Regions from separate parts of the Triticum aestivum genome. Here region 1 is linked to region 2. A link is a contact called in public Hi-C data. All regions are on one chromosome and are shown on one strand. The core of a region is the stretch at or near the end of the contact, and the rest is flanking DNA. Distances in the headings are between cores, read along the strand shown.

Region 1 (2,830 bases), core at 131-2,630, 330 kb before region 2:
GCACCACCGTTGGCTTCGTCACACTGCCTCGTCGTCCCTGCTGTTACCGCCGATGTCAGCGCGTTATTGCCGGAGTCAAAGGCCGCCGCATCGACGACGCCGGCAGCCGCGCCTTTTGGGAAGGAAGGTGCCGCAGGTACAGTAGCCAACGTGACAGCTCGTGCTGCTGGTACGAGGTCGTAGTCGACAGGCATCCCCATCACGCCCTGATGGCGATGTTGATGCTGCTGTCGCTGCAAGACAACCCCGTCAACCTCAGCGTAGGCAGGCGTGACGGGTGCCGTCCCCGTAGCGCCGAATGCGAGGCTGGCCGCCTCGAGGCCGCCGGCCATCGGCTTGCCACCTGCGCACGGCACCTGGATGCCTTGCAGCTCCATGATCGCGGCCGCGAGCGCCTCGTCCAGCACCAGCCTCTCCAGCACCGTCATGCCGCTCCCGTCCACAACATTAACGACATCACCGGCCGCGCCACCGTCTCCACCGCCGCTGTTCCACGCGCTCTCGCTTAGGATCATGTCGTTGCAGAAGCCAGGATCCATCTTGCCACCTACTAATAAGAAATCGGATATGAGCTATACATCCAAGTAGCTAGCGAGGCTCTGATCTGTCTGAGGCCGATCTGACGAAGCACATGCAACTACCGACCCAGCAACATGCATATGCACAGATGAGCGCATCGATCAAATGGCGCGTACCTTTAATTAATGGGACGCAAGTAAGCTGAGGAAGAGGGGAGCACTCTGCCGCTGTTGCTGCTGCTGGTGGTGGTGGTGATGGTAGGCTAGCTCGTTGCAACAGAGGGAGCATTCGCGCATTAAACGCTAGCTCACTCGAGGAGGAAGATGCTAATGGCGCAATAAGACAAGATGCCTGCAGTGTTGAAGCTACTTTTAGGGCCCTGCGCGCAGCGTGTGTGTGTGTGTGGTGTGCTCTCTCTAGCAAAAGGCTGCAGGCCGGAGGGGAAAGCAAGCAGGCTCTTATAAAGAGGCAGGCCAAAGAATAGATGGCCTATGGCTATGGTGGTATACTGTACTGTCTAGTTAGTACACACAGTTGTATACCTTTTACTACTAGTACACACTACACAGCACACTACCTCATCGATGGTCCTCACGCTTGACACACTGTGTGTGCAGTGCAGCGATGCACACATCTAGGCTCTAGCTATAGCCACAGCACAGCTAGCTACTGCCTATTATCACTCACTATGGTATGCCTGTCATATTAATGCTCTTGATTGTGTGGGTTCTGAAATATAAGCTTGCTAACATGCCTAGAGCTTTTAGTACTTACCGGATAGCAGGGTACTGCTCTCTTCTCATATGCCTAGGGTTGTGTAGGTAGGGGATAGCGCTCAATTATACAAGTACTAGTACTACTGGTACATTAGTTATTTCAAAATTTATCTAGAGGTAAGTTGCCGGGTTTTACAATTTGGGTCAGTCAGAAGGAAGCATGCCAGGGTGAGCATAGCGAGGACCGGGGCGCCGGCAAGGCATTAGCCAGGAAGGAGCCGTAGCCGGCGATGTGCAGGCGGAGGCGAGTCCAAAAGGTTGACGGTATGGGGAGCAAGGGGGTGTGGGCTCGTAGGAAATTCTAGTGGTTCGCCGGTTTAGAAGCATGGCCAGGGCTGGGGCTAGCGCAGCGGTGAGTGGTGGTGAGGGGAGGGTGGGCGGCGAGGCTGGTGCGAAAGCGCCGCCGGCCGCAGGCTATAGAGGCAGGCGGTTAGGCCGGTGGTCGTGGCAAGTCTTGAGGAAGAAGATGAACTAGGAGATTGGGAGGTTGAAGAATACCACTCTTGACCATTCTTTTTTGCATCGAACCATCAAGAACTAATCGACTAATTTAATTTATTTATTCCAGTCCGCTGACTCCTAGTACTCCCTTCGTCTCAAAAATAACTGTTTCAACTTTGTATCAAGTACTAACTTTAGTATAAAATTGTATTTAAGTTGAGATACTTATTTTGAAAGGGAGGGAGTATAGTATTTGTGTGTAAAGCATTACAATCCTATAATCTAGGGTGAGAGATTTCTTTGGATTATATGTAGTACTTCAATTGACATCTGAGGAGGGAGAACCTAAAAAAAGTCTTTCACTAATTACTTGCTAGCTGCATCTGGGTGTTATGATTTGATTATGATCAAGTGTGAGAAAGAGATATAGGAGATCAAGTGTGAGAAAGAGATATAGGAGATCAGTGACAGGGCTGGCTTTGAGCTCATGAGCACCACTGCCCCTTGTCGTCTGCGTATAAACTACACGCAGGCATGTGTGCATATGTGTGCAGTGCATGCATTACTTGCTCCTAGCTTAGCCAGCCTAGAAGTGACCTTGTAGTAGTAACTGTCAGGAGAGCAAAAAGATTTTCACTTTTACTGGCAGCTTTAACTTTGGGCACTTTCATGCATACATGTATGCTAGCAGCAGCTAGTGTATGTGGAGTGTATTAGTAGAGTAGTAAGGAGTACATACATGTAGCTAGCCAGCTATGCTAGGCATATGCACGATGCAGCTCTGGGGGGAGGAGGATGTGATAGAGCTACATTACATTGTTAAAACTGGAGCTATCCTTCGTAGCAGGTACCTATCTTAGGGCAACCCCTACGGATCATCAAAAGGGACATCACCAAATTTCCACCCATGGACTTTGGTAGGAGAGCTAGTCATTCAATCTGAGTCACTAAGGGTGCGTTTCGTGGACGGGAACTCGACGCTCTCGGTGGCAAATTTTCGTGTTTTGCCCCTTTTCTGATATCTATTCGAGATTTGATCCTGGTTTGAAAAAAAATCGAGATCTGACCCTTTTGCTATCGTCAGGGTCCATGGC
Region 2 (2,700 bases), core at 18-2,517:
TCATCAAAAGGACTTGCGTGGGTAGATCATGGCACTATAAGGTAATGAAGCAGCATTTCAAGTAAGACCATTGTAATGTGGGGTCAAGTGAGGGCATAATAATTGTCCGATGTAGGACAAGGTTGTCTCATGACAGTTTATGATAGCCACAATTCATCCATGATGAAACAAAAGATTGCAGGAGTATAAAAATATTCCATGCCACGTGGGATTCAGTTCAGCTCACCTGCATGATACAGAGAGCACCATGGCGGCAAAGGTCAACACCTTCACAGTCAAATCCAATCACCAATTTCTTGGCAGCAGAGGGCTCAAGAAACTCGACTGGGAGTTGACTAGGTTTAGTGACAACATGAAAGGGCAGGGATGGCAATTCCGCGTTATTCCCTGCAAAAGAACACATCGAATTACAAGTAGAAACAAAATAGTTCCAGTTCATAGGTGCTTGCACACAAGCAAACACAATAAGTTCTGAATTTCTAACCAAGGTAACATAGTATTGGTTTAGCTAGATGCAGCCTAGTTTCCTCACCAATCAGGAAAAGAAACATTTTAAAACCACTGTGTTCAGCACAATCGCCTTAGTTCAGTATCTCATATACAAGAATATTGTTGGAATAAAAGCAAGGTCTAGCCTGATAGATCAATACAGGTATTGAACTCTAAAGGACAACTAGCGCACGAACCAAAGCAGAATCAAACAGAAAAGAAAAAACCACCGACCATGAATCCTTCCACATGCTACTATTGCCCAACTCTTTATTGAAACCATTGATCAATAGAGGCAAAATCCAGGCCTGCAAATCAACCTACAGGGAACGGAAGCTGCACGAGTAGCAGCTACAAGTCCCAACATTACCTGCCCTAAAACCCTAGCTAGGACTAAATCATGACGCGAAAACACGAACTAAAAGGGCGGGGTAAAGCAGAGATATAGCAAAGCGTAGCGATTAAACGTGAACTCCAAGAAACCCTAAGTTCGGGCGACGCGCACGCGCACGCACCGAGCGGAAGCAGCGCTACGCTCCGAGAGAGAGAGAGAGAGAGAGAGAGAGAGAGAGAGAGAGAGAGAGAGAGAGAGAACCTGCGGGGTCCTCGCCGTCGGCGGAGTTGGGGGGATGGGAGGCCATCCCTCGCCCCTCCCGATCGCTGACCGGGAGAGACAGGACGCGGACGCACCGGCAACGGAAGAGGGAATGAAGAAAGGGGACGGGGAATCGTCTGGCCCGGCGGCGTCAAGACTATACTAGTACTACTGGTAACTGCCCGTTGCTCCGTCCGACTGTTTCAGTACTGTGCAGGTTGGACTCTTTTTCTGGGCCTGAAGCCCTCAGCCAAATCTTGCCAAATGGGCTGGCCCGGCCTGTGTTATACGGGCCAGGCACGGCACGGCCCACCCAGGCATGCTATTTTTTTAAGGGTTAGGCATGCTTCCCAGGGAGCTCCTAGTCAGCACCTTTGGTGCCAACTGGGGGTTCCAGCGCCCGCACAACTACAGTCTTGGTGGTCGCTCAAAAAACAAAAAACTACAGTCTTAGTCCTGGCCCAAAAGCGGGGGCGCGTTTCGCTGGCTGCCTGGCTGGGGAGCTCCTAACCGGCGCCTTCAGCGGCGGTTTCAGCGCCCAGGCATGCTATTTTTTTAGGGTTAGGCATGCTTCCCAGGGAGCTCCTAGTCAGCGCATTTGGCGCCAACTGGGGTTCCAGCGCCCACACAACTACAGTCTTGGTGTTCGCTCAAAAAAACAAAAAACTACAGTCTTGGTCCTGGCCCAAAAGCGGGGGCGTGTTTCGCTGGCTGCCTGGTTGGGGAGCTCCTAACCGGCGCCTTCAGTGCCGGTTTCGCGTTCTGGCGCTCGAAGCGTCGCGCTACTGGGCCGGCCCAGGTGAGCTTCGACCATGACGCGAAAAAAATAAACATGAAGAAAAAGTACGAAAGCTGTGTATTGAACTCAAGACCACAGGTATTATTCTCCACTAACGCGACAACCAACAGACCAACCATGTTTTGTTGTTCTTTAACTAGGAAAACGTTCTACTTAACCGTTTTTAGTGAAACATTAACATAAATTTGAAAATTAGTTGAAAAGTTCATTGATTTTGAAAACGAGTTCAGCATTTTTTTAAAGTTCACAAAATTTAAAAAAATTCATCATTTTGAAAAAAGCTTCATCGGTTTTGAAAAAAAGTTCGTCAATTTTTAAAAAAAGTTCATGGAATTCGAAAAAAAAAGTTCATCAAAAATGAAAAAAGTTCATCAGATTTGAAAAAAGGTTCATCGTTTTGAAAAAAAAGTTCATCGAATTTGAAAAAAGTTCATCAATTTTGAAAAAAAATCATCAAATTTGGAAAAAGTTCATCAAAAATGAAAAAAGTTCATCGGATTTGAAAAAGGTTCATCAATTTAAAAAAATAGTTCATTGAATTTGAAAACAGTTCATCAAAAAAAAGTTCATTGGATTTGAAAAAAGTTCATCGATTTGAAAAAAAAGTTCATTGCATTTGAAAAAAGTTCATCGATTTGAAAAAAAAGTTCATCGACTTTGATTAAAGTTCGTTGAATTTGAAAAAAGTTTACGCGTTTAAGGAAAGAAAGAAAAGGAAATGAGAAAAGAAAAAGGAAAAAGGAACAAGAAAAAGAAACGTCCAGAAACTGACCAGCGAACAACATAGATAAAAATTAAAAGAAAGGAAAGAAGTTTA

Evidence for each region. Hi-C and Micro-C count contacts between places; a contact is called where the count stands out from the background.
Region 1: a Hi-C map of leaf shows a contact between it and region 2, with 5 times the contacts expected there. The contact joins the promoter of LOC123058346 here to the promoter of LOC123061337 in region 2. A contact is called at or near these places in 2 of 5 Hi-C or Micro-C datasets (both in leaf).

The regions. Positions count from the first base shown.
Region 1 is chr3A:376,434,681-376,437,510 of IWGSC CS RefSeq v2.1, reverse strand. It overlaps LOC123058346, which reads right to left and starts at 1,380. Exons shown (of 2, transcript XM_044481093.1): 1 at 696-1,380; 2 at 1-547. The coding sequence starts at 807.
Region 2 is chr3A:376,102,967-376,105,666 of IWGSC CS RefSeq v2.1, reverse strand. LOC123061337 (egalitarian protein homolog) reads right to left here and starts at 1,267. Exons shown (of 10, transcript XM_044484402.1): 1 at 1,085-1,267; 2 at 227-387. The coding sequence starts at 1,130.